Regions from separate parts of the Mus musculus genome. Here region 2 is linked to region 1. The links are chromatin contacts, called in public Hi-C maps. All regions are on one chromosome and are shown on one strand. Each heading gives the region's core, a stretch centred on a gene start, on an enhancer-like site or on the middle of the called end of the contact. The rest is flanking DNA. Distances are from core to core; before and after follow the strand shown. Region 1 overlaps Dclk2 (doublecortin-like kinase 2). Region 2 overlaps Dclk2 (doublecortin-like kinase 2).

Region 1 (4,288 bases), core at 629-3,128:
TCCCCCAGAAACACTGTGTGGTGACTTCATCTTTGAACGTAATTGATTTTGTTAGACAGAAACAGAAACAAAGAGGCAGATTAAGTAGTTTTGAAGACTTCGGTGCCCTAGCAAAATAAATCATGATATTGAATACCAGATTCTGTTTGTTCATGGTGGTTTCTCGGTTGGTTTGATGAGTTTGGGGATATAGTTCAGCCCTCATCTGGGCTGCAGCACATTAGGGTAGATTGGAGGCAGTGATCGTTGTGCAAGTCAGTGTCTATAAAGTCAGAGCAACTGTAAGAACATGCGTTCGTGTTCGATGCCTCCTGTTTGTGAGCGCTGGACACTAGAAGGTCTTCGTGGTGGTAGGGTATGACTGCAGTAGCCAGCCATGACACCTTGGGTCCTAGAGGTAGTGAAGCTCCCAGCATTTAGACATTTTAGACAAGAGGCTTTATGATACTGCCCATCTCTTGCTCAGATCAGTAACCTTACCTGAAGGGACCACTCACATATGTGATGAGGTTCTAACTGATTTTGACCACCAACTAGTCTATGGAGGTGTGTTGCCCTTGCCCGTAGCCCCTTGGGATAGTCCTTGGGGTACGGAGGAGTTAGAAGGCACGGATTCAACGACATGGACCTCGGGAGTCAGGTGTGAAGCAGAAGCAGACTGGTTTATTGCAGGATTGGGGAGTGTCTTTATACACTCCACCCCTGCCCCATTGGTCCATGACGGCTCCCCCTTGTTGCTGGCACCATCTGATTGGCTGTCCAGGTCATGTGCTCTGTCATCATTTGACTCCATGTGCTAGATCTTAAGGTTGTAAAATGTAGATGGAGCTGTTGAACATGCTAGGACCATTATGGGCCCCTAGTCAGGGTCTGCTGACTCATTCCTCCTACAGAGATGTGGTACTAAGGATTGGAGGGGCTCTGTCAGCAAATCCACAAAGCCTGCAAGGTAGCCACTGGCTTGTGTCCTATTTACATACACAGTGGATTCCATTCATCACCATTAACCAGCTACAAATGTAAAAGGATGTGAGTAAGTGGGTAATTCTCTTGCCAGTGGGATGATGCCCAGAATATCTGCAAAGGAAGTAACAGAATACTATCGTCACTGTGGCTCCCCATGCGTTACCACTCTTGGTCTGCATGTCTACAGGCCACAGGGAATATTATGCCTTCTATTTAACAGTAGTGTTTCCTGTCCACCAGCAGTCTCTCTGGGGAACATGATGAAAAGCCAGCTTTTCATGGCCCTGGAGAGCCAAGCTTCATGGTAGGGAAGTCAAGTGAATAAGATCATAAACTGGGAGATTAAAAGGTATAGCCTTGGGTAATCTAGGGCAATGTGACCCCCCTCTTCTGCCTTTCAGCATTTACTTCAGGCCTTGGGCTCTGACCTGGAATGGGCAGGCTTTGAGGAGTGTCCTAACTGTTCTCAGGTGTCTCACAGAACTACCAGCGTGTCTCTTCTTCGCCTTTGTATGTTTCCCTTCCTTTTAAACAGCACCAGTGGTCGCTGTGGCTTTGACTACACAGTGAGGAAAGAGAGGGAGATTTATGTTATTATGTTTATTCCTCATTATGTCTTGGCCTCAGTTCATCTGTGATACAGAAAAATTATCCCCTCTAGTAGTATTTTCCATGCTTTTTAAAAGTGAAAGCCTTATTTTCAAGTAGAGGAATATATTGGATATGTCACTCCTGTTAAGTCAATGCAGGGATTTTTGAAAAGCTTTGGCACTTAAAAAAAAAAGTCAATTTGAGAGTTGAAAAATGGGTTCTGTCGTTATTTGCTTAAAAAGCCGCAGCTCCTGCTGATCACTGAAGCGTCTGTTGGACGCACATGGACCTAACCTGGCTCTGTGCCCTCACCCTCCACAGGGTGTTCCGCCTTCTACACTCATGGCTTCCCCAATTTGGCACTTTTTTATTAGAGAGCCGGCGTCCAACACCTGGTCTTTTCCTGATTTCTTTCCATGCCTTTTGTCCCCCTGGAATCCCAGTACAAAGCGGGTTTATAATTATTCGGCTGCACAAGGAGTGGGGATCGGGAAGAAAGGGGCTTTACTCAGAATAAACACTGGGGGAGTTTAGAAGGGTCCACAGGAACTCGGTGGGTAAACACTCTGAAGTGCTTGCAGGTGCCATGTAGGTAAATGGGCCTGTTCCAGCCATTGCGCTTGCTCCGTAGGGAGCTTCTTAGAGAGCCCTGGAGTCAGTCAGGACATCCAGACCAAGAGAGGGGCTTAGAACAATGTTAACTGCTTCAGGAAAGCTGGCCAAGTAGAAAGTGGGCCACAGGACCAAGACTGGTCCTAACATCTCTGGATGTTAGGAGTTCTGGGTGCTGGAGGCAGAGAATGTACCACGTCTGACCCAGCCAGTTAGAGGCTGTCTCCTTCTAGGCAATGAGATTTAGATCTGTGAACAGAGTCCAGCCATTGTTACTAGAATTTGGTGACTTAGCCCCCTGGTCTGTTTGTTCAGAGTCCTGGGAGTAATCACCAGGGCTCCTTTTATTAATCTTTGAGACTTAACTTTGCAGGAAAATTTCATTCTTCTCATTGTTTAGTCCTTTAATAGTTAGGCTGCTAGGAATGGTGGTACAAATTTGTAATCCCAGCATTCAGGAGTCTTGGTGGGGGTGGGTGGTGCTCATGCGTTCAAGATGAACTTGGGCCACACAGCAAGAATGCTATCACAAAGAACGGGACTGATATTAGCTTACATTGGATCTCTCATTTCTTTGGCAATTTTTCGATGAAGGAGTGTATTAGAAGAGGAATTAACTCGCAGTGAAAGATTTAACACATTCAGAAATTGTGAGCTCCGTGCTAGGCACCTGGAGGGAAAGGAGTAATGACGGAGGTTGGTTAGTGGTCACGGGAGCCAGCCAGATTGCTCAGTTGTCTAACAGGGTTGAACTAATGTCGGATCTCAAGATTTCAAGCTGCTTTGCCTTTTCAGAGAAGAAATTTAGACTGAGGGAGTTTAAGTCAATAACAAGTACAGAAATTGGTCTGAGTGATGTACGTATAAAACTCACAAGAAAAAGTGATGAGAAATACACTGGCTATGAGGTGGAGACACACCATGGCCTGGATGCCTGGCTGAAGATTGGGGCTGATGTTGTTGGTAAGAAAGACCCACAGGCATTTTTTGATCCCTTGAGTTTCTCTGATCACTTAGTAGTAGTTTGTAAAGTGGGAGAGGCCAGGTGAAGCTGGAAGAGGATCTGACCAGGATGGTAGCCGTAAGAAATTAATTACATTTTCTAAAAAGCCTCCTTTTAATCTCCTCTCTGAGTTTGCTCTTAGACATTACAACTTTTAGATTGGTTTTTTTTTTTTTTTTTTTTTTTTTGTACAGTGACTTTCAGTTTCAGTGCCAAGACATAAAATATGACAAGACATAAAAACATTGAACACTGAGAATTTGATTGTTCACCAGTTTTGCTTTGTTGTTTGGGAGTGAAAGTATGGGTCTAGGAGCCGGGGATTTAATCTAGAACTATTAGACTCCTTGGTGGTCCCGAGACAGCATTTGCCCTAATCTTGGTACCTGTTTAGCTGTGATTTCGTAAAGTATGCTTTATTTTATTAAAACCAAAACTAACACAGCTGTTAAAAAGTAGAGTGTCAATTTTTGTGATGTTAAATCTGGGTTGGAGACTGTATCTGTGAAATAAATTCATTAATGTGTTATGTTGTATAAATGGAAAAAGGATAAGAAAAATTGTATATCCTTTCCTGTATCAGTCATTTGACATTATGTGAATGCTGTCTAGGGAGCTGATGATTTATAAATGCATCCTAATAAGTAATGGTTATTTTCTTCTCTTAGCAGATTTCTGCTCAGGGCAGATCTTCTTCCAACGTAAACGGTGGGCCTGAACTTGACCGTTGCCTGAGCCCTGAAGGTACTTCTCCGTCTGGTTATTACTTCTATAGAGCAAACCACCTACCCAAGCTTGTGGGCCATCAGAATCCCACACATGCCACATTCTTCCTAAATAGGGATGTGACCATGTCACCTGCTAGTTGAGTTAGCTTTAGGGGGGTGTTGAGAGTGGAGTCACTTCAGGGTATGCAGTGTCTCTGCCATACATCTTGTGTTTCAGATGTTAGTCCTGCCTGTGTTTCAGATGTTAGTCCTGCCTGTGTTTCAGATGTTAGTCCTGCCTGTGTTTCAGATGTTAGTCCTGCCTGCCTTTCTTTCGCTCTTACTGGTTATGTGCTCATAATTCCTAGATATTTTTTTATTCTCTCAATTAGATGAGAAACAAATATAT
Region 2 (4,288 bases), core at 1,126-3,625, 76 kb before region 1:
GTTCCTGTGGTTTGTCCTCACACAGGGTCATTAAAATGACATTTCAAGGATGAGTGATAAGTATCGTGTATGCACGCTCGCTCACTCATGCTGCTATTATACGCACAGTTGTATTTTTGAAGGTTTCTTCTTGAGCACCTAATCTCTCATAGTTGTTGGCTTCCCCAGTTCCTGTTGTAAAATATTATGGCTGAACAGTTGAAAATGGAAATCAACTTATTAGTGAGCCAGGTATCAAGGCCTTAAGACTGTGAACTTGCCAGCCAAGGGCAGAGTGACTTCAACAACCCTTTGAAAATGTGAATTAAAAAGGTCTTCTTTTTACATAAAACAATGTTTAAGTGAAAACATTCAAGTCCACTTAGGTAAATTGATCCAAATTTTAACATCCTGTGTGCTTCTTCACTTAGTATTGTGGTCCATATTTTATATATGGCCAAGGATAAATATCTTAAGAGTTTTAGAAGCTGAATATGATTTATTTTTCTTGCATTCCTCCTTGGTAGTATCAATCAATGTTGAAATAACCTCTCAACCTTCTAGGAATCAGGAAATGCGGCCAGTATAATTTGTGCCCTAAGGAGCTAACTAAATGGTTTGGAGCCCGGAAAATATAAAAATAATTTGATTTAATATATTTCTTCCCTATGTTATAGGACAGAGTTTGTGAGAAGTGCCATCCATTAAAAAATGTTAATGATAGTGAAGTTAATAAGATGCTGATCTTGAGTGCCAGGCTTTTAACCCATGCTTATTTTTCAAGATCATCCTGCAGTTGGTGTGTGGTCATACCCTTCCCTGAAGAGTGTTACAAAACATATTAAAAGAAAAACTTTAGGAGTGTGTGTGGAGGGGTGGGGTGTAAATATGGTTATGAATGTTCACATGTATGTGGTCACAGGCATTCATATGTGTGGAGGCCTGGGGTTCGTGTTGGGCGTCTTCCTTAGTTGCTCTCCACATTAAGGACTGAGGTGGGGGAGGGTCACTGAACCTGGTTCTTGCCTTTTGGCTGGTGTGGCTGGCCAGCTTTGCCCCCAGAGACTCCCTCCCTGACTGCTTCCTGGGATTGCAGACAGGCCACTGTAACTACTTGACTTTTTTGTGTGGCTTCTGGGCACCCAGGTTCTAAGCTTCCTTCCTGTGTGGCAAGGGTTTTACCTGCTGGGTTATCTTTCCAGCCCCCAAAGAGCTTTGTGACTTGGACTTGAGGTGACCATCTTTGATATAGCAGTGTAGCTCCAGACTTCTTTGCTTTCAAAGCTAGTTTCTGATATTCAAAGGATGATGTCTTTTACCACGTTATAAGCATTCCTAATTCTTTTCCAGACTCTGCCTTATAGCACAGTTTATTTACTTTGTCCTGAATAACTTACCAACATTTCCAAAATTTATGGTAACTCTCAGAAAATGAAGCTTGACCCTGTGGCAGTTTGAATATAAATGACCCCCATATATTCATACATTTGAATACTTGGTCCCCATTTGGTGGAACTATTTGGGAAGGTAGGAGGTGTGGCTTTGGGAGGAGGTGTGTTCTAGGGGTGGGCTTTGGGGTTCTGAAACCCACATTCCCAGCTAGGCCTCTCTCTGCCTCGTGTTATCTCAACATCTAAGCTCTCAACTACTGCTCCAGTGCCACGCTCTGTGTCTGCTGCCGTGACCCCCACCAAGACGGTCGTGGATTCTAACCCTCTGGTGCTGTGAGTCCTCAAGTTAAATGCTTGTTATTAGTTGCCTTGGTCATGATGTCTTCTCAGCACTAGAACAGTAACTAAGACAGACCCCATGAAGGGTGTTCAGTGACTGTCGTGTAGAATATAAAAATTCTGAGGATGTACTTACTATTATGAATCTCATAAAGGGAGAGCAGACTTCAACATTGGGATCTACCCTACATTTATAACTATCTAAACTTTGTTATATATGTAGACAAATGCAATAAATAATAAATGCCAAAACAGTATGTTCTGGTCCTAGGATTGTGGATGACTTTCTGGTAAGTTTTCTTATTATGTTTATGTAATAAATTACATTCAGTATCACCAGAATCCTGGGTAGTCTCCTCACCAGAACTGAATTATGAGAGTGGACTCACAAAGAGCCAACTCACCTTCAAACTTTATTTGAAACTGGCCAGTTGTCTTTCTAAGAAGGGATTTTTATTAAGTTTGTGACATGTTTTTGGGCTAAGGTAGAATTAATTTGTTCAGTCATTGAGGTTTTGTTTTTTATTGTTAGGCATTGTCTTAGTTGCTTGAGGAACAGGTGCAAGAGAAGTTCTCTGCTTTTGAGGCACTGTCATTGTAGCAGAACAGATAGCCGTAAAAGCCAATTACGTGTAGGACAAGCAAGTCTATATTTGGCCACAGTGATGCAAGCTGGGCAGAAGAGGAAGTTCTTCATGGAGTTACCACAAGTTCTTCACAGAGGCAGTAGAGTGCTCCTTACAGTCATTCCACACAGTGGAGTTGTAGCATTTAAAGTAGGTTTAGTTTGCAGGGAGTAGTTCAGGTTATGGAATATGTGTATTTGATCTTTCTTCATTTTAGGCCTCTACATTTTTTATGTCTTAACTTTTAACTTTGAAATTAGTCTTAAAATTGTATAATGATTCCATATACTTTTTTAAAAAATAAATTTTAAATTATTTGTATACATGAGGGTTTTGTCTGCCTATATATGTCTGTGCACTGTGCCTGGTGCCTGGTGCCTGGTGCCTGGTGCCTGGTGCCTGGTGCCTGGTGCCTGGTGCCTGGTGCCAAGAAAGCAAGAAGAGGGCGTTGCATTTCCTGGAACTGGAGTTAGATAGGTGTGAGCTACCTTGTGGATGCTGAGAATTGAGCCCTGGTCCTCTGAAAGAGCAGCCAGTGCTCTTCACTGCTGAGCCATCTCTCCAGGCTTTCTGTATCATCTCCATCCTGCTTCCTCTAACGTTATCGCTTCTTGAACACAGGCAGTTGTCTAAGTGTGGTTGACAGACACACCATTAGTTCATGTGTAGACCTTACACAGGCAAGTGTGCCTCCTCAGTGTCTTGCCCATCTCACACTTGATCCAGAAGCACATATGCATTTGCTCATGGTCACCCTTTCCACCTCTGACAGTGACACATCCTTGGCTTTTTGTGGTCTTGTTGCTTGGGAGAGCTCTGGCTAGTTATCTTGCATAGTTCCTCTTGATTTAGAACTTTGTGGTATTTTCTCACAGTGATATCTTGGTTGTGTTTTTGGTAAGAATACTACAGAAGTCATGCTGCGTCCTCTGAGTGCCTTTAGTCAGACACACTGGATAAATCTCATTACTGGTTGGCCGCTTGATTGCAGGTTGCTTTTCACTATAAATTTTGACATTTTAAGCATAAATTAATAAGTTGTAGGGATATTTCTTAAGAATGTGCACATATAGGCTGGAGAGAGGGCTCAGCGGTTAAGAGCACTGGCTGCTCTTCCAGAGGTCCTGAGTTCAATTCCTACCAACCACATGGTGGCTCACAACCATCTGTAATGGGTTATGATGCCCTCTTCTGGTGTCTCTGAAGACATGACGGTGCACTCATATACTTAAATAAAATCTTTAAATAAATAAATAAAAGAAGAAGAATGTGCACATATTTTTGTTTTTCACATTTTGATCTATTAATGTTAGTGCCTGCTGATTATCATTGACTCCAGCAACTACTATTATAATATTTGCTGAATAGCTTTTCTGATCCCACTGTCCTTTCAGGGGTCAGTAGCAGAATTCTGTTCCTGAGGAAAGCTTTCCTCTTTCTTTTTTTTTTTTTAAGATTTATTTATTTATTATATGGAAGTACATTGTAGCTGTCTTCAGACACTCCAGAAGAGGGAGTCAGATCTCGTTACGGATGGTTGTGAGCCATCATGTGGTTGCTGGGATTTGAACTCTGGACCTTCGGAAGAGCAGTCGGGTGCTCTTACCCACTGAGCCATCTCACCAGCCCAGCTTTCCTCTTTCTTGTTAGGAGTCTTTAGTCTGTAGGTTTAATTCCTTTACTGTCACTTATTTTGTGGTTCAAAATGTCTCTTATGTAAGCAACATTTTTTTTGAAACACATTCTGTCTATGTACACAAGCTGGCCTTGAACCCATGAACCTCCTGCCATAGACATACAAATGCTAGGATTGTGTGTGTGCCGCCATACTTGACCAGATTTTTAAGTTGGATGGTGTGCCTCTTTGACATATTTAAAGCTATATGAGGATAGAATGCGTGTTTGGCTTCATGGTAGAGTACTTGCTTAACATTCACCAGGCCTGAGTGGTTT

What was found. Hi-C and Micro-C count contacts between places; a contact is called where the count stands out from the background.
Region 2: a contact with region 1 is called in a Hi-C map of the C10 cell line, with 2.1 times the contacts expected there. The contact joins two enhancer-like sites. A contact is called at or near these places in 3 of 39 promoter capture datasets (the 3T3-L1 cell line, hematopoietic stem and progenitor cells and maxillary cranial neural crest), 1 of 15 datasets of contacts at CTCF or cohesin (large pre-B cells), 6 of 484 Hi-C or Micro-C datasets (the C10 cell line, embryonic stem cells, induced pluripotent stem cells and 2 more) and 1 of 115 datasets of contacts at active chromatin or transcription factors (embryonic stem cells).

What each region holds. Positions count from the first base shown.
Region 1 is chr3:86,815,986-86,820,273 of GRCm38.p6, reverse strand. It overlaps Dclk2 (doublecortin-like kinase 2), which reads left to right. Exons shown (of 16, transcript NM_027539.5): 6 at 3,841-3,916. Among named protein-coding and RNA genes, the nearest start is that of Gm46810, 13 kb to the left of the region's middle. Within about 2 kb of position 1,878, at least 20 of the 459 cell types and tissues checked have an H3K27ac peak or open chromatin away from gene starts, as enhancers often do.
Region 2 is chr3:86,892,763-86,897,050 of GRCm38.p6, reverse strand. The region is part of intron 2 of Dclk2 (doublecortin-like kinase 2); the gene reads left to right. Among named protein-coding and RNA genes, the nearest start is that of Dclk2, 26 kb to the left of the region's middle. Within about 2 kb of position 2,375, at least 35 of the 459 cell types and tissues checked have an H3K27ac peak or open chromatin away from gene starts, as enhancers often do.